3 separate regions of the Mus musculus genome follow, and all the other regions are linked to region 1. A link is a contact called in public HiChIP or PLAC-seq data. All regions are on one chromosome and are shown on one strand. The core of a region is the stretch at or near the end of the contact, and the rest is flanking DNA. Distances in the headings are between cores, read along the strand shown.

Region 1 (3,398 bases), core at 317-2,816:
GTGTAGTCTCACATTTCAGACTTGATGTGAATTATCCATAAGGGTTTTGTAGAGTCTCTATTGAACTGACTTCTGAGATGGCTCACCCACACCTGGCTAGTGGCACTGGCTCCATGCAGGACATCTGCTGAAACTTCACTTCTATCCACTCATAGAAACCAGACATTAGAAGTGGCCATTTTCCTCCAAGATTCAAGTCTGAAGGCAAGCACAGTGTGATCTCCCCAGGTTCTGTCATCAGAACAGTCACAGAACACAACTGGACACAAGAGGAGGGCCATGGCCTCTACTTATTGATATAGAAGTATTAAGGAATTTATGGACACATTTAATTGATCACTTGTGGCTATATACTCACTAAAGATTTCTTCTAAAAGCACTGATCATTAAGAACCTTTGTTTTTAATTGCAAGATAATTGAACTAAAAGTTATATTTCACAACAAAGTAATTGGCTTTAAATTACTGTAAATGAAGTTCATCTGGTTTCTAAGGAATTTTTTAAAAGTCCCATTGTGATGATTACTTTGTAAGTTATGGGGTTCTCTTCAACAGAAGCAAAACACTTGATAATTAAAATGAGATCCTACGGCAGAAATAAATATAAAAATTAAAAATGTAATGGTTGCATTTGTAAGTCCCTAAGTTGAAAGAAAGGAAGAAAGAAAGAAAGAAAGAAAGAAAGAAAGAAAGAAAAAAGAGAAAGAGAAAGAAAGGAAGGGAACGAGGGAGAGGGAGGGAAGGAACGAAGAAACGAAGGAAGGAAGGAAGGAAGGAAGGAAGGAAGGAAGGAAGGGAGTCAAGTCTTTCATGAAAAGGCAATGAGGAGAAATTAAACTGATATCATAAACCACCACCTGTTCATGATTCAACATGAATCTTAGAATAATTTCCTCAAAGACATTCCAATTAAACATAAAACATTTGCAAACAAAAAGGCAGAGACAGGCTGCATGCTGTTTTCCCTTTCTGGACCTTGGGAGCATCACGTCAGTACCAAGTGTCTTCCTCAATCATTCTCCAAATTAGCTGTTGGTGGCTGGATTTCATCCTCAAGTTTACAGATTCTAGAGACTGTCTTGCCAGCAAGCCTCCAGAGAGCATCCTGTCTCTGCCTCCCCAGTGCTAGAATTACAAGCCTCCCACCATTGCCCCAGCTTTTTCATATGGAGTCAGGGATCAAATTCAGGTTCCTGTGCTGGAAGCAAGAGCTTTACTCAGTAACCCACCTCTTCAGCCTTGCTTAAAGTGTGTTAAAATTCAAAGTTAACTGGCATTGTAGAAGTTATCTGGCTGTAGTTTCTTGATGTCAGTAACCACCCACTTCCAATAAGCAATCACCTAAGAGAAGCAGGTGTGTGGAATCCCATGTTGCCATGACAACAAAAACCTAATTTCCTTACAGAAGGATTGCCAGCTCTGTTATGAAAAATAAACTTCTCTTCCAGGCAAGGTTTTAAAACTGTTGTGCCCAGGAAGGAAAGTCTTGAACATCTCACTCCGTGTAACTGATTATGTCCTTTGGAGTCATCCGTACCAAATGTGTCCAACAGCAAAAGCAAAAGCAAAAGCAAAAGCAAAAGCTGCTTTGGTTTCCTTCCTGAAATTCAAGTGCCAACAGAATGAAGCTTGGAGATAAAACTTCGTGCCTTCAGCCAGGAAATAAAGTAACTTCTCCTTAAATAGTAACAATCCTGGGAGCTCAATAGCTTCCTCGGAATAAAATGCTACAACAAAATAACCATAGGAATAAACTCTTATCTCAAAGGTTTAGTGTTTTCAGTAAATGCACTCTTCAAGAGTACATGATAACAGCTTCTTTGAGCATTCGGATAGTAATGTTTCATTTACAGGCCATTTTAGAAACAGAACTAATACTAAAAGATCATCTGGTCCAAGTTCTTCATATTATAGATTAAGATGTGCTTCTGATGTCGAGAGCTCAAATGAAGCCACAGGTCATCTAAGATTATTCGGTACGATGCCACTGTTTCAAATTATGACACTGTTGATTCTACTTTTCACACTGTGCAATGTTTTCTGTCTAAAATAATCCAAGTGCCCCTGCTTGAGAAATTACTTCAGAATGTTTCCACGATCAGTATCCTAAACTCTAGTATTTTTTTTCCCTAATCTTTTGCCAGGATAATGCTGCAGCGTGGAGCAGTTACATCTAAAGTATTCTTTCTAGCTATAAAAAGCTTAATAGAATAAATTGCTCTCTTGACTGCTTCAAAATCTCCCTTGACCTTTTACTGTTCTTTGAAAAAACTGATGCTTTATAGCTTTATCATTTTATCAAAAAGCAATAGTCTTAACCTAAGGAAAAGTATTCATCCTTTTGATAATTGATATTAAATACAAAACAATTTTAAGTGGTAACTTTATTATGTCAGATGCATACATTACCTGAACTGCCTTACATTAAAGTCTTGCTTTAATGAATACACAGGAATTACTTTTTTATTCCTGAAATAGCTCAAATCTATTATGTATTTATAAATAGCAATTACATTATACTGTGTATCTAAAGTATTTCTAAGCAAGGTAAAAACAATTAATTTACATAATTAGGTGAATGTGCCATTAAAATTTCACTTGTAACTAATTCTTAGCAAACTTTTCAACTCAAAACATAAAGATGAATTTTACTTAATCCCTTATTTAAATGTAAATTTATAATTCATGGGATTATAAAATATTCATATAGTAACAATGAGAACATTTGAATGAAGAAAAATAAGTCTATAGAAAGGAGATGATCCCGATTTTATCTAAGATAAAAAAGGTTAGAAACCTAGCATACCTTATGCAGTCAGGTATGGTAACTCACGTCTATAATCCCAGCTCCCAAAGGCTGAAGTTGGAGGATCTAGGCTGTGGACTAAGACCCTTTCTCATAAAAGTGTGCAAAGGAAGAGGCTTGGGATGTAGCTAAATTGGTAGACTACCTGTCTAGCATGCACAAAGCCCTGATCCCAATCCCTACCACAGAGTAAACTGGGCATGGAACTACATGCCTATAATCTCGATAATGAGCAGGTAAAGGAAGAAAAATGAGAACCTCAAATTCATCCTCAGCTACATAGCAAGTGCACATACAACCTGAGACAAATAACGCCCAACCAAATGGGTTCAATAATTGCAGAGAGATAGATAGATAGATAGATAGATAGATAGATAGATAGATAACAGATAGATAGATTGATTGATTGATTGATTGATAACATAAGCAAGAATTCCTTTTCCATTAGCTTTTTCCCAACTCTACTTTTGAAGCTCCAAGATCCAGAACTGAAAGCTGTCAATTTAGAAGCAGGTCCACTATTATTCTGCTCAAGATAATTTCTCCTACTCTTGTTTGTTTTTGTTTCTGCTTTTTTTTTTTCAAAATTATGT
Region 2 (3,411 bases), core at 376-2,875, 1.3 Mb before region 1:
GTCTTTAGAAATGACCACTTGGGATTAGGTAATCTATTGCAGAGAAGTTTGTCTCCAGAGAGGATGTAGTCTCCCTCCATCAGCAGCCATTAATTTCTTGTAGCTCTTCATTTAATGGTGTGGTCTTGTGAGATTTCCCTCTTCTATGTTTGAATGCTAGCTAGGATTATTATTTTTTTCAGGTCTTAGCAAATGCAATGTCAACACATTAGTAAGACACATATTATCAAGCTGGCTTAGGTAATAATAAATAACATTGTATGAACTTTGGTGACTCCAAGAAACAGATGATAAAACAAATCGTTTATCACAATTGATAGAACTTTTGAAGTGTTATAGGAAAGATGAAAAGGAAAAAGAACAGATCTATCTATCTATCTATCTATCTATCTATTAATCACATGAATTAAAAACAAAAACCTAAAGGATTGACAACTGGTCGACCTCATATTTATGTATTTATGTATTTATTTATTTATGTATTTATGTATTTATGTATGTATGTATGTATGTATGTATGTATTTATTTATTTATTTATTTATTTATTTATTTATTTATTTATTTTCGTTTTTCGAGACAGGGTTTCTCTATAGACCAGGCTGGCCTCGAACTCAGAAGTCCGCCTGCCTCTGCCTCTGCCTCTGGAGTGCTGGAATTACAGCTACCACTGCCCGGCGACCTATTATTATAAGTATTTATATAGAACAATTAAGAACAAAGTAGCATTTCTTGCTTTGTTGCTGATTTCTAAAAACATATAATAGTTTTAGCTTTATCATTTACTTCAAACATTAATTTGTTAATTTACTTACTCCTTATGCAAATACATTTAGAGTATGTACTGAGTGCATAATATACAGATCTGCTCACAATGCTGGCAAATTGAACAAGAAAACAGGAAAATTTAAAACTTACTGCAGCTTGTAAGTTAGTATTCCAATAGAATTAACTTAGGTTAAGTTAGAAAAAATGGTTATGATCATGTAACAGTGAACTATGACCATGAATTAGGTACCCAAAGACTGAATTGTTATAATGTTACTTCAGTGAAATTTGCATCTAGAAATAATATGTTATAGCAAGAGGACAAATATTTCATCTATGTACACAATGGTTCCTATGGTTTGCCATCATATTTCAGGTGGGGCAGGTAAGTTTGCGTTCATAAATCGTCTCAGCATTTTCCATAGAAAACATTTCAGGAAAGCTTGTGTAGGAATATTAGAATTTGATTTTTAACTCCTAATAATACGATATAATTTGTAAATTAATCACCTTCCCTTTGTCTATAAAGTTCACCTTAACACTGGAGTGACAAGAAAACCACCTGAGGGACAGTGGTCAGCACTACGCGTGAGAAGGCACAGGAGCATTTCCTCGCACAGTTTTGCATGCAGTAACACTCTGATGTTGCTTTCTCAGTTGTGGGCAGGATGTGTACTAGTAAATGGCCACAAGGAACATGATCATTTGAGTGTAAGCCTTTACAGTGTTTTCCACAGATAAACATTTTAAAAACTGATGAAAGAGGAAGGAAATTGGGTAACAGTTTGCTCTTTAAAAGCCATCAGCTTTGAATAGTTATTATCCCCAAGAAGAGGAAATTGCATCTGTGTAGCTGAAACTGAACTAATTCTGTTTACTTCCTGCTTCTGGCCTTTCTGAAGCAGAGAGGAGAAAATCTTTTCAGTGCCCTTCTCGGATGTCCACAAGCTAGAATTGTGTTTAAGTTTCAAAACAACAGCAACAACACCAAAAACCACTGGCCACACAACTAATTAAATCTGCATAGATACCATATACTTGGAGACTATAGCTTACAAAAAAGCCTATAGGCATACAAAGAATCAGGTGTATGCGGAAGCATATATGCATGAAGAGATAAGCCCAACTTTGAAAAACTCTGATAAATACTGCAGAAGAAATGCTCATCATCTATGATGAGTCTAAAGTACAAAGTATATTCACTCCTCCCACAGTTGAGCTACACAAACACATATTATCCTTAATAATGATTCAAAATGCAGGCTATTATATCTATTTTAAGTTGGCGAATCTGAATTCCAAAATGTCCTCAATGTCTCTTGCTTCAGAGAATACAAATAGTATTAATCAGAGAGTCAGAGACATGGTTTAGACCTCTCAAATTCCAAAAGCAGTGATTTTCACACATAGATAAACTACTTGCTTCAGTTTGGACAGAATTTCATCGCGATTAGCCTGTACAGTCTCAACCTTTGTGAGCAGTCCTTCATTGAGAGAAGAAAAATGTTAAAGAGTATATTTTTTATGTTGCTATTCCCTTTCTTCTGGTAGTCTTTGTTTTTATTTTTTTTAGCTACAATGATTCATGAATATAGAACATTTTGATTGGAGTACAAAAGGTCATTGATCTTTTTCTAATATCCTATCAGTACTGATATCAAAGAGAATGTGAGTCCATGACACTGAAGCCTACTGGGCAAGTGTCCTGGTTTGTATTCACCACGTATCTGGCTCTCTTCAAACTCGTTAGAAAGTCCATGTCAGAAAGATGCTATTGGTTCCATATGTGTGGAATTTATATTATCAATTCTTCTTCATGATGTGTAATTTAAATTGTTATACTGTGGTCAAAGAAGAAGTAAGCCTTAAGTTTTAGTTTATGTGAAACTACAAATTAAATGGGCTATTGGAAAGAGGAAGGCAACTTCCTTCCACAAAGACATTACTGATTTGCTTGTATCTGCTAATTGTAAACTACAATCCATGCTGTGTGTCATTTTGAAATTTTCTAGTATGGTTGCTTATAAAGTTAGAGTTTGTTGCTCTTAGTATTGTATACTAATTCTATGATCTATTAAAACATATTTGATACCTTCAACAATTATGAAAGATCTTCAATAAACATATAGTGCCTTTTTAAAAAATAGAAAACAATGTTGGCACACAGGAGATCACTTTGTTTGATATTGGGCCAGCCCCTCTGCACTTATTTAAATACACTTTGGAAAAATTGTATTTAACTTCATATGAGTGCAAAACACAGTGATTTCAAGTCAGAGTACTGTGTTGTTCAACACAGGCACTACATAAATCTGCTCAACAACATAAGCACGGTGCCTCAGAGCACTCTCGCGAATTAAATCGCCTGTTTCCTGGAGAGAGGAAAGTAAAGAACAAAATTAATAGTACAGCAACTGTATCTCAATGGGGAACTACCCTCCAGCCTGAGCCATTGCAGCAGAGAAGTTAAGGATGCTGATTTTAGTGAGTGTGTTTGCAGAAATGCCTGTGAACTCTCCAGAGTGGGGGAGAGCTGATTTTCTAGCATGTTTCTAATTAGCCTACGTAAGAGAAATGTAAGTCATGTAAAAAGCTAATTAAGTGGAATTGATGTGCACAATCTTTGTCTTCATTTTGAGCACAGC
Region 3 (3,200 bases), core at 45-2,544, 1.5 Mb before region 1:
CCTGTCCTGTTACAATTAAGCTAATCTAAAGTTTCCCCAATTTCCTGATGAGGAATTCTCACCAAGAACTCTACCTCTGCTCTGAAACTTCTACCAATAAACAGTAAATTCAGATTTCTCTAGACAGAAAACTACAGTTGTAGGCAATGAATCAGCCATGCACGTTTGCAATCTCTTGGTCTACCTGACTAATTCTGTAACCCAAGTACCTAAAATCTCAAGAAGTCAAGTTTGTATTTACCAAGTGAAATGGCCCAAGACCTCTAGAATCCTGTAAGTGATGGAATTTAGGACTTTTGATTGAGAGAATATTTTTTCAAACTTTTGCTTGGAAATCTAAAGTCAACATATTTTTATAGCTAACACTAAAATATTTGGTTTTGGTAAGAACAACTTTTAAAGAAATCCTCAAAGAAATACTGTCATTTAGGGTCTTATTAAAGGATAGTAGGGCCTTGGATCCTGCAAAAACCACACTGCCAGTGAGGAATAGCAGAGATCTTTCTTGCAGGTACTCTGAGTGAGTGGCCTAAATGCTGAATGCCTGGCACAAAGAGGAACTCTGAAGAGTGGAGAGAAATGGCCTTTGTATTAACACATAACAACTTATGATCAGTTGACCAATTATAGTTAGTAAGGTAGTTGGCTTATGTGGTCCCAGTTGGTATTATACAAGAGACAAAAGACTAAGATAGGGAATTATTTTCTACTGGTGATGGTGGGCTCATGCTTTTTAGTTGTAGCCACAGTAATCATCTAAGACTGTGTCTTAGGTTTGCTCTGTCTCTGTCTCTGTCTCTATCTCTGTCTCTGTCTGTCTCTGTCTCTCTCTCTCTCTTCCACACACACACACACACACACACACACACACACACACAGACACACACACAGGCACTCACTTTCATTACTGCATTCAGAGATTTCAATCTGAAGCTTGTACTACAAAGCAGCATTTATCCACTGTATCTGCCATGTTGGTAGTGTTAATACTATATTTGGCCCCAATCAAAGGTGATCACATAAAAAGTCAATAAATCACAGGACATGGTGGTACTGAAAGGCACTAGGTTGTTCTTGTAGAGTCGTAGAAATTTTGTCCTGAAATGTCACAGCTACTTAGAGCAGAACCAGAGTAATAAGGATATGACCTGAGCTTCTTAGAGTCATGTGTACAAGCACATTTTGTTTCTGAGGCCAAGAGAGCTGTAATAGACAGATACTTGATGCTGAGCTGACCCACTGTGAGAAAGTACTTCTGGCATCCCCCAGCTGTCATTTAGAATGTGAGATCCAGGATGTGGCGTGTCAACTCGAGCCACTTCAGCATATTGTGGCAATGCAGCTGTCACAGAGATACATATGTCTCTTGAGAAAAACACTCAAACTGTTTCAATCATGTGATGAATACAACTGCACAGAGGAAGACAATTTGACTGTGACACTTTTTTCCTATGGCATGGTGTTTATTAGACATGCAGAATAATGGAGAGCTGACCCCAGAACGTTTTCTGTTTGTTGACTGCCAAACACTTAATGGAAGCAGATTTCTTAGTCCTCATTTGAGAAGAAGAGGAAACATTTGGATGTTGTTCATATTTAAGCTATGAAGTTATAGTGTATGTTCATCAATGTAGGCAAAATAGATGGAGAATTTGTGGTGCATTTCAGTGGAAAAATTGAAAAGGAGAGGTTTTCACTCTTTGGATTTAATATTTTAAACTATTTTTTTTCCATTTTTATTAGGTATTTAGCTCATTTACATTTCCAATGCTATACCAAAAGTCCCCCATACCCACCCACCCCCACTCCCCTACCCACCCACTCCCCCTTTTTGGCCCTGGCGTTCCCCTGTACTGGGGCATATAAAGTTTGCAAGTCCAATGGGCCTCTCTTTGCAATGATGGCCGACTAGGCCATCTTTTGATACATATGCAGCTAGAGACAAGAGCTCCGGGGTACTGCTTAATTCATATTGTTCCACCTATAGGGTTGCAGTTCCCTTTAGCTCCTTGGGTGCTTTCTCTAGTTCCTCCATTGGGGGCCCTGTGGTCCATTCAATAGCTGACTGTGAGCATCCACTTCTGTGTTTGCTAGGCCCTGGCATAGTCTCACAAGAGACAGCTATATCTGGGTCCTTTCAGCAAAATCTTGCTAGTGTATGCAATGGTGTTAAACTATTTTTTAAAAACTCAATCTGGTTGCTCTCAGTTTTTCACCAAATTGCTCTACTTGACCTCAAACTAACTAGCAACTTTTCTATTTTCTGGCTCTTTCTTATTCTCTGGTTTCAACTCCTCTAATGACCTTCACTGAAGGGCATACAGTCATGACAGAGGCCAACTCCACTGCAGTGCACTCGCTGTACTGACTCACAACTGACTGTCTCTCTCCTCCTGCTGCTCTTTCTTTTATTAGATATTTTCTTCATTTACATTTCAAGTGCTATCCCAAAAGTCCCCAATATCTTCCCCCCTCCTCCCCAGCCAACCCACTCAAGCTTCCTGGCCCTGGCATTCCCCTGTACTGGGGCATATAATCTTCGCAAGACCAAGGGCCTCTCCTCCCATTGATGGCCCACTAGGCCATCCTCTGCTACATATGCAACTAGAGACACAGCTCTGGGGGGTTACTGGTTAGTACATACTATTACTCCTGTTGTTACTCCTATAGGGTTGCAGACCCCTTTAGCTTCTTGTGTACTTTCTCAAGCTCCTTCACTAGGGGCCCTGTGTTCCATTCAATAGATGACTGTGAACATCACTTCTGTATTTGCCAGAAACTGGCATAGCCTCACGAGAGACAGCTATATCAGGTCCTGTCAGCAAAACTGTTCTGGCATATGCAATAGTATCTGGGTTTAGAAGTTGTATATGGGATGGATCCCTGAGTGGGGCAGTCTCTGGATGGTCCTTCCTTCCATGTCAGCTCTGAACTTTGTCTCTGTAACTCTTTCCATGGGTATTTTGTTCCCCATTCTAAGAAGGAACAAAGTATCCACACTTTGGTCTTCCTTCTTCTTGAGTTTCATGTGTTTTGCAAATTGTATCTTGGGTATTCTGAGCTTCTGGGCTAATATCACTTATGAATGAGTACATATCATGTGTGTTCTTTTGTGACTGGGTTACCTCACTCAGGATAATATCCTCCAGATCCATCCATTTGTCTAAGAATTTGATGAATTCATTGTTTTTAATTGCTGA

What was found. HiChIP or PLAC-seq counts read pairs in DNA pulled down with a chosen protein or histone mark.
Region 2: a contact with region 1 is called in a RAD21 HiChIP or PLAC-seq map of pro-B cells, with 23 times the contacts expected there. The contact joins two enhancer-like sites. A contact is called at or near these places in 1 of 39 promoter capture datasets (cranial neural crest), 1 of 15 datasets of contacts at CTCF or cohesin (pro-B cells) and 1 of 115 datasets of contacts at active chromatin or transcription factors (large pre-B cells).
Region 3: a RAD21 HiChIP or PLAC-seq map of pro-B cells shows a contact between it and region 1, with 35 times the contacts expected there. The contact joins two enhancer-like sites. A contact is called at or near these places in 1 of 39 promoter capture datasets (frontonasal cranial neural crest), 2 of 15 datasets of contacts at CTCF or cohesin (large pre-B cells and pro-B cells) and 1 of 115 datasets of contacts at active chromatin or transcription factors (large pre-B cells).

What each region holds. Positions count from the first base shown.
Region 1 is chr1:94,145,414-94,148,811 of GRCm38.p6, reverse strand. No RefSeq gene overlaps it. Among named protein-coding and RNA genes, the nearest start is that of Pdcd1, 95 kb to the right of the region's middle. Within about 2 kb of position 1,566, at least 18 of the 459 cell types and tissues checked have an H3K27ac peak or open chromatin away from gene starts, as enhancers often do. A contact at or near this core is called in pro-B cells, where this site is marked.
Region 2 is chr1:95,449,220-95,452,630 of GRCm38.p6, reverse strand. No RefSeq gene overlaps it. Among named protein-coding and RNA genes, the nearest start is that of Fam174a, 140 kb to the right of the region's middle. Within about 2 kb of position 1,625, at least 117 of the 459 cell types and tissues checked have an H3K27ac peak or open chromatin away from gene starts, as enhancers often do. A contact at or near this core is called in pro-B cells, where this site is marked.
Region 3 is chr1:95,603,760-95,606,959 of GRCm38.p6, reverse strand. All of the region lies in intron 4 of St8sia4 (ST8 alpha-N-acetyl-neuraminide alpha-2,8-sialyltransferase 4), which reads left to right. Among named protein-coding and RNA genes, the nearest start is that of St8sia4, 62 kb to the left of the region's middle. Within about 2 kb of position 1,294, at least 52 of the 459 cell types and tissues checked have an H3K27ac peak or open chromatin away from gene starts, as enhancers often do. A contact at or near this core is called in pro-B cells, where this site is marked.